4 separate regions of the Mus musculus genome follow, and regions 1, 3 and 4 are each linked to region 2. Evidence: chromatin contacts called from public Hi-C data. All regions are on one chromosome and are shown on one strand. Each heading gives the region's core, a stretch centred on a gene start, on an enhancer-like site or on the middle of the called end of the contact. The rest is flanking DNA. Distances are from core to core; before and after follow the strand shown.

Evidence for each region. Hi-C and Micro-C count contacts between places; a contact is called where the count stands out from the background.
Region 1: a contact with region 2 is called in a Hi-C map of the N1E-115 cell line, with 2.9 times the contacts expected there. The contact joins the enhancer-like site here to the promoter of Nectin1 in region 2. A contact is called at or near these places in 5 of 484 Hi-C or Micro-C datasets (the N1E-115 cell line, cerebral cortex, cortical neurons and 2 more) and 3 of 115 datasets of contacts at active chromatin or transcription factors (embryonic stem cells, forebrain and neural progenitor cells).
Region 3: a contact with region 2 is called in a Hi-C map of the N1E-115 cell line, with 6 times the contacts expected there. The contact joins the enhancer-like site here to the promoter of Nectin1 in region 2. A contact is called at or near these places in 3 of 39 promoter capture datasets (embryonic stem cells, hippocampal neurons and stem cell-derived epiblast-like cells), 4 of 484 Hi-C or Micro-C datasets (the C2C12 cell line, the N1E-115 cell line and cortical neurons), 5 of 115 datasets of contacts at active chromatin or transcription factors (the SCID.adh cell line, embryonic stem cells and epiblast stem cells) and 1 of 9 other capture datasets (adipose tissue).
Region 4: a contact with region 2 is called in a Hi-C map of muscle stem cells, with 2.3 times the contacts expected there. The contact joins the enhancer-like site here to the promoter of Nectin1 in region 2. A contact is called at or near these places in 5 of 39 promoter capture datasets (the C10 cell line, hippocampal neurons and liver), 1 of 15 datasets of contacts at CTCF or cohesin (the NIH/3T3 cell line), 17 of 484 Hi-C or Micro-C datasets (the C2C12 cell line, the N1E-115 cell line, conventional dendritic cells and 10 more), 14 of 115 datasets of contacts at active chromatin or transcription factors (the 230-238 cell line, the SCID.adh cell line, embryonic forebrain and 8 more) and 2 of 9 other capture datasets (adipose tissue and liver).

Annotation. Positions count from the first base shown.
Region 1 is chr9:43,680,024-43,682,723 of GRCm38.p6, forward strand. No RefSeq gene overlaps it. Among named protein-coding and RNA genes, the nearest start is that of Gm29961, 36 kb to the left of the region's middle. Within about 2 kb of position 1,413, at least 28 of the 459 cell types and tissues checked have an H3K27ac peak or open chromatin away from gene starts, as enhancers often do. A contact at or near this core is called in the N1E-115 cell line and cerebral cortex, where this site is marked.
Region 2 is chr9:43,742,622-43,745,321 of GRCm38.p6, forward strand. Nectin1 (nectin cell adhesion molecule 1) reads left to right here and starts at 1,333. Exons shown (of 6, transcript NM_021424.3): 1 at 1,333-2,101. The coding sequence starts at 2,023. It overlaps Gm46108 (a long non-coding RNA gene), which reads right to left. Exons shown (of 4, transcript XR_003948147.1): 3 at 2,695-2,700.
Region 3 is chr9:43,697,045-43,699,744 of GRCm38.p6, forward strand. No RefSeq gene overlaps it. Among named protein-coding and RNA genes, the nearest start is that of Gm30015, 40 kb to the right of the region's middle. Within about 2 kb of position 1,442, at least 23 of the 459 cell types and tissues checked have an H3K27ac peak or open chromatin away from gene starts, as enhancers often do. A contact at or near this core is called in the N1E-115 cell line, cortical neurons and epiblast stem cells, where this site is marked.
Region 4 is chr9:43,776,212-43,778,911 of GRCm38.p6, forward strand. The region is part of intron 1 of Nectin1 (nectin cell adhesion molecule 1); the gene reads left to right. Gm46108 (a long non-coding RNA gene) reads right to left here. Exons shown (of 4, transcript XR_003948147.1): 2 at 1,141-2,608; 3 at 1-547. Among named protein-coding and RNA genes, the nearest start is that of Gm46108, 13 kb to the right of the region's middle. Within about 2 kb of position 1,405, at least 44 of the 459 cell types and tissues checked have an H3K27ac peak or open chromatin away from gene starts, as enhancers often do. A contact at or near this core is called in the C2C12 cell line, the SCID.adh cell line, embryonic fibroblasts and 3 more, where this site is marked.

The DNA of each region.
Region 1 (2,700 bases), core at 163-2,662, 63 kb before region 2:
AGAGGGTTGGCTCTTAAAAGAGGCAAATCTAATTGCCAGCCGTTTCTGCCGTGTTTTGTTTGTGTGAATGGTTAAAAGTCTCTTTATTTGGATGAGAGAGGCTATACTCAAATTAAGGCTGAAAAGAGCTCTCTCCCAGAATCAGTTTTATCAACATATAATTTACATAAAACAAGATGCATTTATGTTAAATGTATAGATAGCTTTTTTTTTTTTTTTTTTTTTTTTTTTACTATTTTTGTTTTTGTTCTTGTTTGAGACAGGGTCTTACAATGTAGCCCAAGCTGATTCCCCTGGGGGCGGGGGGGGGGGGGACGGGACGGTCTGACCTCAATTCTTCAAGCTTGCCTAGCAAGCAAACACTTTATCAACTGAGCTAGCAGACCCCCAACTCCCACACACCCACAGCCCACCCCCCTGCCCAGCACAGTTCTTGAGACAGGTCCTCACTCTAGCCTAGGCGGGCCTAGAACTCACTCTGTAACCCAGTCTGGTCTTCAAAGCCACGTCAGTCCTTCTAACCCAGCCTCCTGGGTGTTGGGATTACACGTGTGAGCCTGGCTTTCCATCCCACTAACAGACATTGACACCCGGGGCCTTCTGCGAGACAGAATCTCACTAAGTTGCTGTGTCAGCTGTTCTTCTCACTTTCATTGATGTGATCAAAGACCTGACAAGAAACAGGTGAAGGGCAGAAAGGTTCCTTTGACTCCGTCTGAGGGTACGTGGTTTACTGTGGCAGGGAAGTCCTGGTGGAAGAGTTGGAGTGCGTGCCAGATGGTCACATCTTAGAAGACCAGAAAGTGGAGGAAAGAGAAAGCCAACACTCACCTGGCTTTCTCCTTATTCCCCTTTTATTCAGCCAAGGTGTTGGCCCCTCACCCCTGACACCCACATTCAGAGTGACTCTTCCTTTCTCAGCTAAACCTCTCTGGAAACATTTTCACAGACATGCCCAGAGTTGTGTCCCCTAGGTGAGTCTAAATCCCGTCACAGTGACAATAAAGATCAAACATCACAATTACTCAGGTTGGCCCTGAGACTTCTCTGTCTCTGCCAGGGCTACTCATTCCCCAGCCTCTCTAGTAGCTGGGGTTACAGGTCAGGCTACTTTCTTGCTTATGACACACACTTGGTGTTGATTGAATCCTGGATTATATGGTTTTACATATAACATTCTTCTCTCCTACTTGACCACAAGCTGTATACAGGAGTCATGCCCCTGTCTCCTGAGTACCTGGCACTGTTTCTGACAGAGGAGCTACTTGGTGGATGTTTCAGGAGACTGCACAAAGATATGGATGGCTGAGACCCAGGGAAGCCCAAGGCTTAAACAGAGACCTGGGCAGCCAGACTCAATAGTGATCCTACCCAGATCCAGAAAGGGAGGGAACAGAGCAGGCAGGAGAGAAAATGACTCATCTACAGAGATACATAGCAAAGAAGGAAACTGCCGTTCAGCAACTTCTCCACCTTCCCTACTGTGGGGGAGTGAATGTTCCAGCCCCCGGTGAGCTGGGGTGGTGATGAACACTCAGAGCTTCAGGGCCCTTTTAACAGGCCTGGAGCAGCCACCAGGGAGTTCTCAACCCAGAGAGGCATTCAGGGCTCCCCCCCACTGCCTCTACCTTGTCCCCGAGTCCCCCTACAGCAGCTGTCTCCACCCCACCTCAGAGACTGTGTGAGTGATCTGCTCCGAGAGAGCATGGCAGCCATCCTGAAGGACTGTGAAAAGCAAAGCAACCTCACTTCTCAAGACAGAGGGCAGGGTGACCCAGGTCATGGGACGTATCCCACAGCACAGTGACAGGACCAGAGGCAGGAACACCAAGACCTGAACTAAGCTTAACTGGAGGAGATTCTCAGAAACCCCTCTGAAGCATGAAGGCAGGGACTGGGGAATGAGTGGGGAGAGGTAGAATTCTCGCCTAGCATGCACAAGACCCTGGGTTCTGACCCCAGTGCCCCGTAGGCTGGGTATGGCAATCTCAGCACTCAAGAGGCAGAAGCAGGAGGATCAGAAGTTCAAGGTTATCTTTAGCCAGGAAGTGAATTTGAGGCCAGCCAAGGCTACATGCATGAACCCGTGTCTCCAGAAGCTCGGGGACTCTGTGCCTCTGAGCTGCCCCAGACTCCAGTTGCGGGGGATGGAGAGAGAGAAAACTGGGACCAGGGGCCAGGACTTGTCCTGCCTGTCATCCTCTCCATGACTCCTCAGGGATGAGTCACCATAGCCCAAACCCAGACTCCAAGGATGACAAAGTAAGCAGGTGGGAGAAACAGGGCTCTGACTGAGCATGGTCCCGGTCTCCTAATCCTAAAGCAGGGAGACAGAACCACTTACATCTCCACAGAGCTCGCCAGGATTAAATAAGATGACAGATGTAACATCCTGGCTCACAGTTAGTATTCAAAAGATGGCAGCTCCTGTCACTAAGAAACCTTCAATTTCTGAAGAGTGTGTGTTTAACCTTCCCACTTGTGGAGTGCTTGTGGTTTATGAAACACTAGCCTGTTTACTTCTTCTTTTGATCCTTACACAACTGTGTGTGTTGTATGTTTGCATGTTTGTGTGTATGTATGTATGTATGTATGTATGTGGAGGCCAGAGTCACATCAAGTGCCTTCCTCAATTGCATTCCACCTTATTTTTTCTGTTGTTGTTTTTCTATTATTTTATGTTTATCTGTGTTTTACCTT
Region 2 (2,700 bases), core at 83-2,582:
CTCCCCCCCCCCCCCATCCCCACTAGACCCCGCTCCTGTGGGGCAAGGACCAACTATGAGACCACACAATGCATTCCCAAGTCAGGCGGTAGTGTGGTAGACAGTTTGTCCTGAGTTACACGGGTGAAGCATAAAAGGATACAGAGAGCATTCCTTTTGAGTGGAGTGACTTCTTTAGCAGGCTGAGCCCGTGGGCCCAAGAGTGGGAAACTGTCCCTCTCTTCCATTGTCCTGCCCCTCCCATTCTCCGAAAGGAAAATTTACATTTTATCAGAATTTGGCGCTACCCCAAGCCTCTGTGCCCTTGGGGCTGGGCTAAGGGCAAAGGGCAAAGTGGGTGTGGTCTGCTCAGCCCCGAACGAGGGAGTTCTGTTCTCTTGACTGGGAAACCCTGTCTGTCTGCCTCTCCTAGTCCAAGGATGGGGACAGAAGGTCCAGGCTTCAGGCTGCTAAGGGCCCCTCGGGCTCAGTCACCTTGGCAAGAAGCCACCCGGATGTGGTGGGTGGCGAACAGGATGGGGCGGAGAGTCCTGGCCGTTCTGGGACACCGACTGGATGGGCCACTTTCGCGGGAATCCCGCAAACCACTCAGAAACGAGGTGAAGGCAATGGGAGCCCACTTGGTTTGTCGCTCTTTGGGGAAAGCAGAATGCTTCGATTTCGGGACAAGGACCCCCTGAAGGCAATAAGGATTAAAGAAGACCCACTAGAAACCTGAGTGCCCTGATCTCTCACCCACTAATGTCTTGTCTTGCCTCAACTCTTCACAGCTTTCGCGGTTGGTCCTCCGCAAAGCTGTTTCCGTCTGGTGTCCAGATCTTGGGGAGCAGAAGCTTTGGCAACAGTTCTAGCCTGTGCTCTGCTTCTTTCTGCCACTCTCCATGCCCTCCTCTGGGCCTTTGTTTCCTCATCTGCGAAATGGTCCCAGGGTCGGACCAGAGAGTCAGAAAAGCCCTCGGAGCTCGGACAATGCCAGATCCAGCGTTCACACGGATCCCTACGGCAGCCCCCCTCCTCATCTTAACTCCACCCCTACCGAGCAGCTTCTCCCCCTTGCCGGCCGCTAGGGGTCACTGCCTCCCTTTGTCAGCGACCGAGGAGGGCAGCCCGCCCTCCGGCCCTTTCCACGACCGAACGGCGACCCAAGGGGCATCTTGCTAGCTTGGGGCCCTGAGCCGAACCCCACGGCCACGCTCGCAGCCACAGCTGCTTAGGACTGGGAGGTGCGGCCGCGCGGGCGGAGGCCGGGCCAGGGCTGGGCCGGGCGCGTGGGAGCCAGGAGGGGGTTAATGCTAACCCCTCCCCCCGGGCTGACATCACGGGAGAGCGGGTGAGAGGCTGGATCGGCGAGTGAGAGAAAGAGAGGGAGAGGAGAGAGCGCGGCTCGCCTCGGCACCGGGGCAGCTCCACATTGTTGCGGATCGCCCGCACCGAGCGCAGCGGCCGCGGTGGGGACCCGTGGCGCACCCGGCTCGCTCCCCTCGGTCCTCCGAGACCGTGCAGCCCCGAGCCCCGCGGGCAGCTGGCCGCCCTAGCCGCACACCACCGCCTGGGCCCCGAGCCCTCCGCACCGCCCGGCCACCCTCGGAGAACAGCCGGCCATGGACGCCTGCAAGTTGGAGCCGAGCGGGAGGGTGTGAGCGCGCCCAGGGCCGGGAGCCTGCGCCGCGCTAGCCCGGTAGCCGGGCGCGCCGGGGGTGGGTCCCTCTCCCCAGCCGGGCTTTGCGTGGAAGAAGAGGGCGGGGACCGGGGCGAGGAGAAGAGCGGAGGAGGCGAAGGGGGCATGACTCGTGCAACTTACTGCGGGCATCTGCCGAGGCTCTGAGCCGGCGGCAGCCGGGGACCGGATTGCGGCCGCGCGGATCCCACCCAGCCCACCCCGCCCCGACCGACGGCTGCGGCTGACCTGGATCCTCCGAGCGCCCGCCAACCGCCAGCGATCCGCCCTCGTCTTCCAGACTGGTTTCTGGAGCGCGAGGAGCGCCCTCCTGGCAGCCCCTTTCGCCGGACCCCCACCCCCCGATGGCTCGGATGGGGCTTGCGGGCGCCGCTGGACGCTGGTGGGGACTCGCTCTCGGCTTGACCGCCTTCTTCCTCCCAGGTAAGGCGATTGCCTCTGCCTCCCTCCATAGCCCCCCACCCAACCAGAACCTCCCCGGGACTTGGAGCTGGATGATGGGCAAGGCTACGGGTTGTAGGGAGCGAACGGAGCCAGAAAAGTTGGGTCACGCTTGGATAAGGGGGGGCAGGAGGTGGCACCGTGGAGAAAGGGGTTGAGAAGCCCAACAGCCTGCCCTGCAGGGTAGCAATCGGATGCACGTCTCTATGTAGCAAGAAAGCACTTTCTCCGCTCAGTTCTTCACAAAAATAATAATATGTAATAGGGTTCTATTTATTTAATAACCAGTTCTCAGCTCGAGAAGCAGTTTGGAAACACTGCGTGTTACATAAATGCAAAATAATCACCGTAATCACGGGCTTGGGGTATGAGACAACAGCCCCAGGGGGAGGGCGTCAGTCTCCTAGCTGGTGGGCTGTGGGCTAGGAGAGTGGCGGGGGTTGGGGGCGACTTCATTTCTTTTGGCGGCCTCTTGTCAGATGGTTTCGGGCTCATGGGGGCCCCCTCCTGCCCCACATCGCCCCACAGCGGGCGATCGGAACCTGCTCCTGCGGCACAGGCAGCTTCTTACTCACCTGCGG
Region 3 (2,700 bases), core at 192-2,691, 45 kb before region 2:
CATGGCATGGCGCTCTCCCGATGGTGCTGCTGATGACTGGGGATCATATTTGCTCAATACTAAAGCAGTTTAAATGCACTGTGCAGCCCACACAGACACCTGGGGCACTACCAAAGGAGAGGAGCTGTCACGTGTGTATCATAGGTATGGCAAGAATGCAAATGTCTTATTCAAACTTTTAAATATTTATCATACATTGACTAATTTTAATATTTTGGGCTAAGTAAAATATACTATAAAGGTTTGTAGGAATCTTTAAAGTATGGTGTGTCGGTCAGTGTTCTGTTGTGACGTAATACCCGAGAGTAGCAAAGTTAAAGGCAGAAAAGCTGCCTTGAGCTCACAACTTTGGAGGTCTTACTCCCTGGTTTCCTCAGTTACCCAGAAGTCATTGCTTCTGGGCCTCCTAATGGTGAGGCAGGACATCACATCCATCACATCGACAGCCTGTGGTAGGGCATTCCAGTGGACATGAGAGGGAAGAAGGGAGAGAAAAAGAGATGAGTTGAGCCAGAGGAAGGGAGGGAAGGGGAAGGAAAATGGGGAAGAGGAAAAGATCCTTCAAGGGCACATCCCAAAGATCCACCCCCACCCCCAGCATCCTTCACCACCTCCTATAATTTCCAGTGTCTCCCCATTGTCCATTCAACTTGGGAGCCATCAGTGTATTAATCTATTGATGAAGCCAGAGGCTTCATGATCTCATCACTTCCCCCAAAGTCCCACCTCTGGGCACTGCTGCACTGTGTGCCAAGCCTTTGACAGGTGAGTCTCTGATGGACTATTCAGATCCATAGCAGAATACAAGGCCCCCAACATAGAACCGAGACACACATACATCCACCAAACAATGCCCCTAAGTATGGGGTCCAGGCAGTCAGCACCCTGGGAATTTAGGACAGTAGGAAACAGGGAAATGGCCGTGGGAAAGCCTTGAAGAATGGACCAGGGGAAATCAAGAAAAGAGCACATATGATGTGGGGTAGGGGTGAGGTACATTAAGGATGCTGGGGAAGGTGGTTCCTGTAAGAACAGGGTGGAAGGGGGAGAGGTACCACAGAGGCCCCGGCTTTATCCCAACTAGTTCCTAATCCAAACTTCCCTCTCAGTGGCAGTCTCCTCAGCCCTAATCAATAATTAACTATTGAGAACATTCACCCAGGGCCAGGCATTGTCGTATTTGTTGAGGACACAGTAGTGAATAAGAATGCCCCAGTTCCTGTCCTCAAGAAACTCACAGCAGGGAAGACCAGACAGCAGAAACTCACAGCGGGCAGAAGATCAGAGCAGGACTCATAGACCACAGGCAGTCCCCGCTACTGCTGTCCAGGGGTCCTTCCTGAAGGACACTCTGATCCCAGGACGCTTCCTGTTTACTGATCAGTCACAGGAAGTCAAGACTTCTCCCTCTGCTAAATTCCAGTCTACCAGGGAGCCTGGGGCCCATCCCCTTAAATACCTCCCATCATGCCTCAGAGTTTCTGAGCAGCTCTGAGCTTTGCACTGGTGTGGGCCTAGTGGTGGCACCAATGAGCATCACGGGCCTCCCTCCCTTCCCAGGCCTGGGCTGGACTCTGTCCGTGGTGCTGAAATTGCTGCTTTGTCTGCCTAGGAAAAGAGCAGATTTCTTGTTGGTACCCAGCTTTAAACTCGATGTGGCCATGATATTTCTCTGCATTCTCAGACCTACCTGACTCTCTGAAGGACCAAGTTGTAGAGAACAGAAAAATTGGAGCTGTGACAGCCCCTTCTCAACCTTCCATCCTGGGCTGGAGTCAGTCATCGGAGGCAGAAAAATAACCCTGAGGCCCCTGATTCAGACTGTCACCCACTTACATGACTCTTAGGTGACCGGGCAATCTGAGAGCAGATGAAGAGCCTGAGCTGTGTACCACAGGTCAGAAATTGGGCACCATTAGCATGACAGCCAGGCTCATTCTGCAGTCCTCCCTGACCCCACCCACATACACACACGTACAGGACACAATGAAACGAGTGCACGTTGTGTAGAGTCGCCTCAGTGTCCGAAGCTCTGCCACACAGTGGCCCTGGCCATTCTAGTCACCGGGAACTACAGGCTCAGTCTCTCTCAGTGGGGAGGCTGGGCAGAGCTGCTCAGAAGTGCGTGATGGGAAAGACCATCCTCGTGGTTGAAGCTTCTTCTTCCCTAGAGAGCTGACCTGCCGCCATGACAGCAAGGGACCAGCAGCTGGGTATGAGAGGCCTCAAGGAAGAAGCTGGAGAGGCTACCTCTGTGTGACCTTGAGGAAGTCATTTCCAGAGAGGTCCTCACACTTCCAGTTAAGTGAGAGATGGTGAAGGACTCCGACACTCCTCTTTATGAGCTAAGCATGCAGACAGCGTACACATTGGAAGCACAGGAGCCACATGTGTGTCTGGCTACAGGAAACCAGCCTGGCACTGCCCTCTATGGGGACATGGGAAGAACACAGTCCAGTTCCCCCTGCATCCAAGCACACCCTACAGCCTCTTTCTATATGTGCTGGCAAATGAGAATAAATAAAAGAGCCTGGCACAGTGCCTGGTCCACAGCAGCTACCCCACAGGGCCCGATTCCTCCCCTCCCCCTTGCCCTTGAACGTTTATCTCTCTCCTTAGGGAATGGTGGAGACAAGCAAGCAAGCAAGCCGGAAGAGGAGGGGCAGAACAAGGTCAGGAAGGCTGGGAGAGCGTGAGGGA
Region 4 (2,700 bases), core at 155-2,654, 34 kb after region 2:
ACCCTAGATGGTCCTTGGATCCCAGTCTGAGTCCACTGTCCCTTTGACTTTTCTATTTATGTACCAGAACTCACCCACCACATTTCAGTTTCCCAATCAAATCATTAATTACCCCAGTAATTAAATCCAATTAGCAGTTGTAGGGGCCTTTCTGAGTGAGGAACCATTAGCCAGGGTGAAAATGCCTGGGAGAGGGAGAGAGAGCGAAAAACTCACCCCTTCCCAGCTTTCAAAGTGAAAACAGGAGTCAGCAGTGCAAGGCCAGGGCCCCCAATTAAAGTTGGGGCCTCACTCATTAAGCTAATTTGGCATGCTATCCCAGCAGCCTCTGGTGGGAAGGCCAGCAATGGAGCCGGCCAACATTTGGTGGTGGTGGAGGTGGGACGAGCCCTGCTCACCTTGAGGGCTGAGCTGGAGATCCAGGCTTACTCAGGGAAGGGCTGGGGTCTCGTGAGTACCACTTGCTTCTGGCTTCCTTGGCTTTGGAGCTGATGAGGGTAGGGTGGGCTGAGGTGAGGTGAGACAGGAAATCCCAACCTTCTGCTGCCTGTCTGGGGAAGAGACAGCTTAGCAGTCACTTATCTTTCTAGGTCTAAGGCTGAGGGGAGCTCCCGTCCCAGGATGGCTGTGAAGAACACACACACACACACACACACACACACACACACACACACACACACACACTCACACACTCACTCTCGTCTCTGAAGCTCCTGGGTGCCTGGTAGCCACCCTTGCCCCCGACTCCATGATTCCTGAAAGTAGCCTAGCATTTTCCCTCCATTCCCCTACAGCTCGCACCACACAGTTCCCAGGTTGAGAAGCTGAGAGCCAGAAAGATAAAAATCTAAGACAGAGTCAGGCTTGGAAGAATGAAGATGAGGTATGTTCAGAGTCCTCAGTCAGGTCTCCTTGTGGCTCAGCTGGCCTGCAGCCCTGACTGGAGCAGAGCTGGGGGCCAGGGTGACAGACTCAGCCTTTTCCCAGAGCCAGGGGTGACAGGCAGAGGGGATGATGCTCGCACTTCTTAGATAGTAGGGACTCCTCGCCCATCCTGCATCAGACAGGTTCCATGTGTCTGTCATGAAGCTGTAGACCACTGCTTAACCTCCCAAAGGGGAAGGAGCAAGACATACATACCACGAGGCTCAGTAATAGAAGGCACAGCCTCTGGAGACAGGCTGTTCTTGTGTGATCATCTGGCCTTGGAATTTGGCCTCTCTGAATTCCTCATTTCCAAGACGAGAATGGTAATGAAACCTAGCACCCAGGAGTTTTGAGAATGAAACAAATTAGCCTCCATGAGCATTCAGACTTTGGACTGGCACAGTGTCTAACACACACATGCTAACTGTACTTGCCATCTCCAGGAGAGGCCCAGCAGGAAACATGTCCCTCTTGTGTCCTCTCAGGGACACACAGGCTTCTGTTGCTCAGGTTGTTGCCCAACCTTAGGGTGTTCAGAGGGGGACAGGGCCGCTCTGCGCAGGGTCAGAAGGACAAGGGGATGGGAAGGAGAGTTAGTCAAGGGAAGCAGGTGGCCGCAGAAGCCGGCTACATCTCCGCAGCTGGGCGCCATGCCCCGTGCCTACGTGCTGGCTCCCTCTGTGAGGCAGGATGGAGAACAGGCCCTGGCATGCCAGCCCCTACCAGTGACTCCTGAAACCTTGACAAGTCTGAGCTAGAAGCAGGCCTGGGCGAGGCTCCTGATAGACTCATGTTGGGCAGAGGGATGGTCGGTGTGGGAAAGACCCCACACTTGAAACTGTGACGCTGCTGGGAGAACCGGAAGGAAGCCCGGGAGGATGCTGGGTGGTGGCTGGGCTCAGAGCCTTTTCTGACTCTCTGGTCTCCTCACTCCCATGTGTCCCTGCCAGGCAGGACAGGAAGAAGTCAGGCTACAGAGGCAGCAGGGAGGGGTGCCCTCAGCATTTTGCCAAGTGTAAGGTGATGGTTTGAGTGGTGTGGAGAGAGAAGAAGGGAGCAGTGACAACCGTGTGCCAGAAACAGAGGAAGCTGCCCAGTCCTGGGGAAGTGACCTCACCCCAGCTGAGTGAGCTGGGTATGCCAGGACTTAGTGTATAGGCAGGAAGGCTAGCTTTGGGGATGGGCATGAGACTTGGCCACGGGCACTGACACTGGAAGTCACTGAAGCAGTCTAGATCAGCTAGGAAAACCTGTATTAACTACCATTTTTAGCCTCTTGGGTGCTGGAGGGAAAGACCACCCAGGGACAATTGTACAGAATCTGGACATAGCCTCAGGCCTGCACAAGGTGGGGGCAGGGTGTTCCAGTGAGCACACTCCCTCTCCCTGACCCACCATGTCAGGACCCTCTGAAGAGCTTGTCTTCACACCACACAAAGGCTGCTAGGTTAAAATCAACAACAACAACAAAGCGAGTCATAAGTGCCCTGCTTCCCTGTGACAAGTAAGCTTGGCTGAATTTAGACCTGAAGTTCCACAAAAGTTGAAAGGCAGCCAGCAAGGGGTTACCCACCTGTAGTCCCAGCAAGGGGGCACCCACCTGTAGTTCCAGCTCCACTTTTCAGAAGGCTGAGGTAAGAGACTCTCCAAAGCCCTCCATTCCAGGCCCAGCCTGGGAAACCTGTATCCCGAAAGGAGAGAGATTGGGACTGTCACCACAGGGCTGGAATGCTCACCCCATCCCCTGCTGGAGGTGTTCTGTGATTACAGCCC